3 separate regions of the Mus musculus genome follow, and regions 2 and 3 are each linked to region 1. A link is a contact called in public capture Hi-C and targeted proximity ligation data. All regions are on one chromosome and are shown on one strand. The core of a region is the stretch at or near the end of the contact, and the rest is flanking DNA. Distances in the headings are between cores, read along the strand shown.

What was found. Capture Hi-C pulls out chosen DNA fragments and counts their contacts.
Region 2: a contact with region 1 is called in a capture Hi-C map of embryonic stem cells, with 5 times the contacts expected there. A contact is called at or near these places in 2 of 39 promoter capture datasets (cranial neural crest and hippocampal neurons), 3 of 130 datasets of targeted methods (bone marrow-derived macrophages, cardiomyocytes and pro-B cells) and 1 of 9 other capture datasets (embryonic stem cells).
Region 3: a contact with region 1 is called in a targeted proximity ligation map of cardiomyocytes, with 2.7 times the contacts expected there. A contact is called at or near these places in 3 of 39 promoter capture datasets (the 3T3-L1 cell line, hippocampal neurons and liver), 3 of 130 datasets of targeted methods (bone marrow-derived macrophages, cardiomyocytes and large pre-B cells) and 1 of 9 other capture datasets (adipose tissue).

The regions. Positions count from the first base shown.
Region 1 is chr19:24,860,288-24,863,302 of GRCm38.p6, reverse strand. It overlaps Pgm5 (phosphoglucomutase 5), which reads left to right and starts at 1,461. Exons shown (of 11, transcript NM_175013.2): 1 at 1,461-1,774. The coding sequence starts at 1,514.
Region 2 is chr19:24,414,550-24,417,564 of GRCm38.p6, reverse strand. Pip5k1bos (phosphatidylinositol-4-phosphate 5-kinase, type 1 beta, opposite strand) reads right to left here and starts at 1,556. Exons shown (of 6, transcript NR_167769.1): 1 at 1,375-1,556. The region is part of intron 3 of Pip5k1b (phosphatidylinositol-4-phosphate 5-kinase, type 1 beta); the gene reads left to right.
Region 3 is chr19:24,526,211-24,529,225 of GRCm38.p6, reverse strand. All of the region lies in intron 1 of Pip5k1b (phosphatidylinositol-4-phosphate 5-kinase, type 1 beta), which reads left to right. Among named protein-coding and RNA genes, the nearest start is that of Pip5k1b, 28 kb to the left of the region's middle.

The DNA of each region.
Region 1 (3,015 bases), core at 212-2,711:
ACAGGTGCTCCTGTTTCACACCAAGACTTCGGGGTGGTGCTAGTGACTCAGAGAAGGCAGAGAGGCATCCCTAGGTCAGAGAGCACCCCATTTCTCTTGACTCACCTTGTAAAGAAGCTGAGCTCAGCACAGGAGCATCCAGCCTGGAGACTAGGACTGGGTTCTTATCTCTGCCCACCTAGGACGGGGGATGAAGGACGTGCCAGCCTTGGTGCTTATGAAGCTGGCCTGCCTCCCTTTCCCTCCTTTCCCATTGCATTGAATCTTGGGAATTACTCTAGTCCCACACCTCCTGCGAAGCTTTCTCTGCTTTGTCCTCTGTCTCTCCACACACTGTAGATGGTTGGGTTCACAGCCGTGTGCCGAGCTCAGTCCCCACCCCCCCCTTTAATTCCCTCCCTTTTCACTCCTCTCTATATGAAGATTTTCCTGGTTTTGGATTTGAGGAGGATCAGAAAGAAAGGCTTCAGGCAAGGGGGCCAAGCACAGTAGGTGGCACCTCACCTTTGTTTCAGTTGGCTTCGTTCATTCATTCCTGGTGGACATTAAGTGCGTTTTAATCGCCTACCGAAAGTATTTTATCCAGAGTTCGGTAGCGTGGACAGATGCAGTGTGAGGGAAGCCGATTTCTAAGCAGATGTGTAGGAAGGACAAGCAGGAAAAGAATAAGAAAGTATGTGTTTGTTGCAGTTACAACAACAATGAAAACAAAACAAAACAAAACAAAACAAAACAAAACTCCCACCTGGAGAGATGCTACAAATGTAGATGCTGGGGTAGGTCCTGTGGACTAAAGGGGCCGACAGGGTATGATTCTGCACAACAAATGTTCCTGCTGAGTGTACACACACACACACACACACACACACACACACACACTCACACACACACTCACTGCCCAGCCTTCAGTTTCACCTCTGGCAGAGCCTAACAATTCTCAGCTCTCCTTTCCAGGGTTATTTTTGGCTAGGGCTGTTCTCTGATGGCAAAAGGTTTTAGCCCCCTCCCACCTCCCTCTCTGTCCTTACTAGGGAGAGAAACTTGCACTTGAGCTAAGCAGACTCAGGGTGTGGGGAGAGAGGGCTGTGGGCTAGGCCCCTGGCTAGCTCAGACTCCAGTGCCAGGCTGTCTTCTAGTGGAGAGTGGGCCTCTGGAGGAGCTGGAAGGCTGAGTCGGGGCACTGGACTCAAGAGTGTGGTGTGGCTGGGGACACAGGAGCTGGTCCTAGAGCTTGGCTTTGAGACACTCCCAAAGTCAGGCGAGCTGGGGAAAGGAATTGAGGACAGCTGGGCGATCCTCTGGAAAAGAGCTGGGCTGCAGAAAACTATCTGAAGGTGGAGGCAGACTCCACTCTGGGACGTTGAGGGGGACAATCCGAGAGTAGCGACGGGAGGGTGGAGAGGGGCGGGGAGGGCGCAAGGCGGAGCCGGGAGCAAGGCCAGACCGCGGGGGCCCGGGAGGGCGGCAGATCCCCGAGGCTCCCGCAGCCGCGGCAGGACCGGCCAGCGGCGCCATGGAGGGGAGCCCCATCCCAGTGCTGACGGTGCCCACGGCGCCCTATGAGGACCAGCGGCCGACCGGTGGCGGCGGGCTGCGACGGCCCACAGGGCTCTTCGAGGGCCAGCGCAACTACCTGCCCAACTTCATCCAGAGTGTGCTGTCGTCCATCGACCTGCGCGACCGTCAGGGTTGCACCATGGTGGTGGGCAGCGACGGCAGGTACTTCAGCAGGACGGCTACTGAGATCGTGGTGCAGATGGCTGCGGCCAATGGGGTGAGTGACTCTCACGCCCCGGTTTGCGGGGTCTCCACACCCTGGTCACCTCCCTGTGCTCTTTCCAGCTTCCCACCCGGGCGCACTGGCAGCCACTAGGCACAGTGGGACACTGGCCTTAGAGGAGCTGCTCTTCTCAAAGCCCCTGGGCTGGAAACTTAGGCTTCTCCGGCACCTGTTGTACTTTCTGCTGTATTCGTTCTGCATCCATTTTCCACTCCATCACAGCCTTGGGTGTCCCGTATTCCTCCAAGCGATTTATTGCCCACCTCCCTACACAGACTTTTTTCGAGTCTGCCAATATAATCTCACTCCGGTATTCTTTTATTCTATTTATTATTATTATTATTATTATTATTATTATTATTATTATTATTATTATTGCCGTAATCCTCTCTCTCCAAATCATAGCTGCCAAATTTTAACAATTATCTGCGTGGGCACACTCCAGTATTGAACCATGTGCTATTTGTCAAGACTGGGCCCCAACACTTCACTCTAGCCCAGTGGTCCTTTAGTGGTGACTTTGATTGGGACAGGAATGGTTTGGATGATTTTGGGGGCTTTGCAACCTTGGCTCTCAGTTCCCAGGAGGTCTCTAAAGGATGTAAGTGAGACTCGCAGCAGCATTCTTAACGCAATTCCTATCGCCCCTCCAAGATGCCTTCAGCATTGACCAGCCGGTCCTCTTCCTTCCCATCTGCATCCTCATTCTCTCTCCCTTCTAAGACCTCTGCAGTTTTTTTCTGCAACCTTGATTCTTAGACTTTGAGTTTCTTTCTGTCTGCTCCCTCTTCCCTACCCTACAGACAGAAGCACCCCCTTAAATGGTAAATCCATCCTGCTCTCCCCACCCCTGCTTAGCCCCAAATCTAGTTACCCAAACTTGTGACTAGCAAACTTTAGGGGGGGGTGGGTCTCTGAATTATCTGTAGGAAGTTTCCAAAAGTCATTTGAGCCTGGTGAACGCGATCAGATCCACACCCATGAAACTTTACCTGAGTGCAATCTCTTGCCGATGTCCATCTTTAAAAGTGAAAGCAGATAATTACCTGTCCTGTGGATTCTGGCCATTCCACCCCTCTCTCTCTGTTTTCATTTCTCCTTAGTGTTTCTTCATTAGGGCCGTCTATGCTTCATGTTCCCTACTGTGATTTTTCTCTTCTCAGCGTTTTAGGAATGGCATGGAGGAAAAGGTGTTTTGTGAGTTTTTTGTTATTGTTACTTTGTTTTTTAAGACC
Region 2 (3,015 bases), core at 307-2,806, 450 kb after region 1:
AACTCTGTGTAGTTTATCTCCTGTTGGACACAGCCCCACTGTGTCCCTGTGCCCATGGAAGGAGGGTGGACAGGCAAGCAGAGCCAACGCACCACCAGAACATTTTTCAAGATCCAGAATCGGACCAAAGTGATGGGTTCTGTGCCCTGGGACTTGCTGTCACTTCAGCATTTGTGTCTCTCACTTGGCTTTGTGTAACAAGATGTCATTTAAAAAAACTGTGCAGTTTTCAAACATTGTTCTAATGAGCCTGTGACAGAGGACATTCCTTTGGTTCAGGGAACAGGACAGCAGGCATGCTGACGGTAGAGCAAGTATTCACGTGGCATTGTCACCCACAGAGAGAAATGACTTACTTAGTGTAGGCCCTGCAAGTTTTACACTTAAATGAAAATACGGTTCTCAACAGTGGGTGTTTAGCAGTGTCTATAGACATGTGGGAGTGTCCTATCAGGGGAAGAGGGGTGACTTGCTTAGAGCAAATGGAGGCCATACAGGACTCTCCCCCACAACCTAAAAGTATCCAGTCTAACATATCACTCGAGCCAAGAAAGAGAAACCCTCCTATGGAAGTTTTTGACTTAGCTAATTCTTGGCTTTAGAAGATTGTTCAGAGGACTGAGAAACAGACTAACCTAGGCATATCTGGTCTGGTACAGGTTAAGAAGAGTTCTGTAATCTTAACAGGGTGAATGGACAGGTACAAGGACCTCATTTGGAGATTGGGAGCCAATGAAAGCATTCTCTGTATGACTTGGCCTCTCCCTCAGGCCTCTGTTCTTAGTTATCAGAGTGGAAAGGCAGTTTCTCTTGGTTCTTTCCATCTGTGGGTTCAAGGCTTTAGGTATACTGGGGGTGTTGTTGCTGTTGTGTTTGAGGGAGAGGAGGGTGTCTTGAAATAGTTTCAAGAACCGGATTTGAAGAGATAAGAATAAACAGAACAAAGGGACTCTGTGCCATTGCCGTCGTCACACAAACAGCTGCAGGCAGCGAAGCTGTGCCAGGTGAGGGATTGGGTCTCAGCAAACTCCATCATCACCAAGGACACAGAGAAAGGAGAGGAGGGCCCAAGAGGACATACTGATTGGGAGGATGCCCTAAGCCTTCCTCTGGCTCTAAGCTCTGCTCAGGGGCAGCTGTCCTGGAAAGATTTGCATTTCCTTGTTCCTTTTTGAATCTTTGAAAGAAAATTTCCATATTGTGTGGGGTTCCCTGCCCCCAACACCAGGTGGTTACCTTTCATACAGACTGAACCATGTGGTACAGATGCACAAGCACTTCCAATCCTGTTCCTCGGTTAGGGCCCCCAGCCAAGATGGAACCCCTCCCATCACCACACCTCCTCCATTGGAGCCCAGCAGCTGTGGTGCTGACCTGCCTGGCAGCCCTAGTTGGTGGTGGTCTGCAGAAGCCAAGGCTGCTTGCGTTCACTTCTGTTCACATACTAGTTCATTCTCTCAAAAGCTCATTCGTTTACCCAACTGGATGGCAGAAGTTTCTCTCAAGCTAGATAACCAAATCAGGTGTGTGTTTAGTTCAGAAGCCTGCCTGTTGCTAAGCAACCATAGGTAGACTCTGGAGCCCGTATCAGATGCTAGGGCTGGAGCAAAGATTAAAGGATCCTATCCAGGCACAGGCTGTGTCTAACAAGGCCTAGAAGAAGGCAAGATGGAGGTGTGTGTGTGGGGCGGGGTGGGGTGGCAGGTTAGGCTATTTAAAGAGGCACAGAATGCACAGAACAGCAGCCACCATGGGGGATGTAGTGGGGAGTGAGCAGAACTTTTATACAAAGGCCCAAGGAACATGTCAGAAAATAGAACACAGGAATCTCCAGATTTTAACTCCTTGTTTGTGTGTATGCTGAATGCTTACTGCCATGGGACCTGCCCATGGAAGGAGCTCTACAGTCAGAATATGTATCCATAGCCTATAGACTCTGAGTGTTGAGATGATCCATCCAGCAGCTACCAAGTCGCTTACTGAATAAAGCGTATTCGTGGCTGAGGAGTGTTAATAGATTGCTTTGTTCTGTTAGTCCAACATGTCCTAGTTGCTGGGACGGTCGTCTGTATCCTTGGACTCTAATAAAATGACTGATTATGAACAGAAGTGTTCCTTGAAGTGGCTTGTATTTGGTGATTGAGTTCATGAGTGCTGAGCTAGCTCTGAACAAAGGCTGTGGTAAGATGGCCAGGAGATGACCACAGTTGGACAGAGCACACAGTCCGTAAAGGCCTGGACTATGGAAACATTCCGATTAACTGTGTACCTCAGGAAAGGTGGAGCAGCCATCCTGAAGGGAGCAGTTGATGATGGACCAGACTCTTCATTCTGTGCTATCACGGCAGGTCATGCATCTACTGGGACCACAAGGGATCCCATTCTGATGAGCCACTGGAAGCGGGTTTGTTAGGATCAAGTCTCAAGGGTCTACAAACAATCTCACATCCATCCAAGTGGTGATCACTGCCAGGGAAGAGTCCTAAATAGTTTGTTGGTAGCTCAGACATCTGTGGTCTTAAACAATTCCAAAAACAATTCAATACTGCTCTTTTGGAGCTCGGGGGGCGGGGTGCAGAAATCAGTGACGCCCCAGCCTTCCTTATATGGTAATGCTGGAGGTTGCAGGCATGGGAAGCGAAGTTGCTTCCCCCATTACTACCTGGGGATATGCCTAATCTGCTCCCCTTTCTTGATATCAGTATGACCTGGAAAGTTGTAACCCAAAGGAGGCATGGCACATTTGCTTTCTGTTGTATCTCTACTGGTGTAACTATGACCGAAGAGTGCTTCTACAGGCATGACTATAAATGGGGAGAAAATAGTAGATACAGAAAAAAAATGGTGGAATAAAAAACATTAAATCATATGAAATAAGTGGCTTTCAGTTCCTGACCATAAATGCTGGAAACAAAATGAAACCGGAAAGTATTCTTTCAGTAATTTGTATGTATAAGAAACCTTTCTGGTCATTAGCTTACTACCTTTGTTTTATAGAGGAAGAAACAAAACCCC
Region 3 (3,015 bases), core at 241-2,740, 330 kb after region 1:
ATTCTTTGTGTCTAAAGAGGTGTCACATCTCAGCTTAGCTTCAGTTTATATGTGGCACCGATATGAGCTGACATCACTGATGTCTAGATAGCTGTTTGTTTTGTGGGGAAATAGGAAGGAAGTAGAGTTGACATTGCGGTGGTGCACTGGGCATATCTAAGGTGACTCTGTCCCTCTGTCTTCTCAGCAGAGAACAGCATCCAAAGTGAGGCAGTGCTACCCACATGAGTGATCACAAAAGGGTTAAAGAAACATGGAGGACAGAGGCTAGAGAGATGGCTCAGTGGTGAAGAATGTATACCACTCTTCCAGAAGACCCAAGTTCTAGTCCTAGCACCCACATTGGTGGCATACAATCACTGTATCTCCAGCTCCAGGACATCTGACACCTCTGACCTCTGTGGGCTCTCTCTCTCTCTCTCTCTCTCTCTCTCACACACACACACACACACACACACACACACACACACACACACACAGAAAATAAACCTTAAAAATAAATAAATACACATAGTGGGAAACACCTCTGGGTACTTTCCTTGTGTAAGATGCCTAGGGCAAGGGGATGGCGTTTAGAGGGCAGGGCTTGGGCGAGGCAGCAATTGCAAAAACAAATATGTGGTCCTTGTCCTCAAGAAATTCACAACAGATAAGAGGGCTAAAAAAAAAAATACACCTGGTTGTGCAATTAAAGATGAGGTGGCTACATTTAGGGTAAAAGCCTGACTTAAGATTCAAGGTTAAGCCTTTGTGGATGTGATGGGTTTTCTATTCAGATGGGAAAACTAGCTTTTACACAAAACCACACCACATAAGTTACTGAGTCACATGTTTAAAAGTGATAAAGTGCTGGACTTGTGCCCTTTGCTTTTGAAATTCATCTCCCTTTCTCCGAGTTCCAGGAAATACATTATAACATGCAAGCTGCAGTCCTTTAATGATATGGGCGGGCCAGGGTATAGGAGGCATAGAGATAATTGATAGCCTCTTCCTGGTGTCCATTTGCCATGGATTGTGGCCCTCTGCCACCAGCACCCTTCCTGAGCCCCAGTGTGCTAGCCCCAAGGCAGTAACCACTCCAGGAATCCTTCCCAGGATGCTAGAGTAAGCAGTGAAAAGGGAGAAATGAGCATTTTATTTCCACTTGTCTTGTGGGACTTAGCGCCTTGCAGAATGTGTTTTCAGGTATTTGTAAGTGTGTCTCACCTTTCTCCGTTGGATTTTAAACTCATCGAGTAAAGAAGGGGCTCATTTAATTTTCAATGAGGTTGACAAATGGAATTCTCTTCAATCCAAGGTCTTGTTAACTGAATTGTGCGGATTCCTTTGTTTAATAGTGTCATTCAAAATGATATGGAACCATTTCAGAGGATAACTTGGCTCCCTATCAGTACGTATTCATTGTGTTCAATGAGCGAGCCACTCCACACTTTATTGTAGTAGACTGTGTGAGATGACTCTGCCCAACTGTAGGGTAATGTAGATAGTCTTAGTGCGTTTCCTGTGATATTTTGGTAGGTTAGATACATTAAATGCATTTCCAGCGTACTCCAGGCTCAGCTTGTAGTGAGTCTGATACATCCTGGAAGGCTCATGTAATCCTTGTCATGTTTGACATTCAGAACGGGGTTCGCTCTCTTACCATTTCTAGTTAATGCTCTCCTAGTATCGGAGGATTAGCCATGACTCGTTTTAAAGTTCTCACCCACCTCTCTCAAGATACAGGATGTGGTCACCTACAGCTTATAAAAAGGAGACCAGAGGAAGAGCTGCTGTGTTCAAGTCTGGCAGCTAAACCAGAGGCCAGTGAGCCGTGAAAACAAAAACAAAGAACTACCATGGCCAAAACTATAGGAAGACCAGGGTATGCTCTGGGCCAAGCTCTCTTAAGTAGCATCTGGCATGAGAGCGCTGGCAAGAGCAGAGAACAGAAAGGTCTCTCTGTCCCTTAGGTGAGGCCGAGTAGATCGGAATTCCAATGACTGGCATAGTGAGTGAGCATGTCTGGTATAGCTCACTGTCCTGAGTCTCCTGATGGTGACACAGAAAAGTGAGCGTTGGTACTTTGCACCTGCAAGGAAATTTAGTCCCCTTTCTTCCACAATAAAAAGAGAAGTTTATTTCATTTAGGCAAGGGCCGCCACAATGTAATTGCAAATGCCTGTGTAGTTGTGTAATGGAATTGGTGGCAACTTATTTTTAGAAACCTTAAGAAGCAGACCACAGAGTTGCCTGTGGGAAGTGAGAAGCCGATTGCTGAAGGGACCTTGCCGCACATTGTTGGGGTGCTTATGTGTCACATGCTCCTGCTGCAGGGTAGTCTCTGGCCTGGCTTGCAGAGACACCACAGGCAGGGCCACGATGCTCATGCAGGGTATTCCTCCAGCATCTGCCTTGTCCCTAACAACTCCAAAAGCCCGAGAGCTCACCTCCACTGCACTTCAAGCTTCACAGCCTTGCATATTTCGTTTGTCTCTATTTCTTTTCTTGCCTCTGTCTGGGTTCTCTCCAGTGCCCACCCATGATCAATGCATCTAAACTTTTGTCAGCTGATGTAGCTTTTCGAAACAGCTCTGTTTTTTATCAGTCTTTTGAATTGTTTTTCTCCTCTCAGTTTATCTCTGCTCTGATCTTTGCTGGTTCTTGCCTTTGCTGTACTAGTTCCTTGAAATGCTTTGCCAGGTTGCTGATTTGAAATCTGTATACATACTTGTATATTAGCAATATTTATTTAGTGTAGTGCTGAGGATTGAACCGAGGCCCTGGCGCATTCTAGGTAAGCACTGCCACTGAAGTTTATGCCCAAGTCAGTCTTTCTAGCTTGCTTGCTTGCTTTTCTTTTCTTTTCTTTTCTTTTCTTTTCTTTTCTTTTCTTTTCTTTTCTTTTCCTTTCCTTTCCTTTCTCTTTCTTTCTTTCTTTCTTTCTTTCTTTCTTTCTTTCTTTCTTCCTTCCTTCCTTCCTCTCTCTCTCTCTCTCTTTTTCTTTCTTTCTTTCTTTCTTTCTTTCTTTCTTTC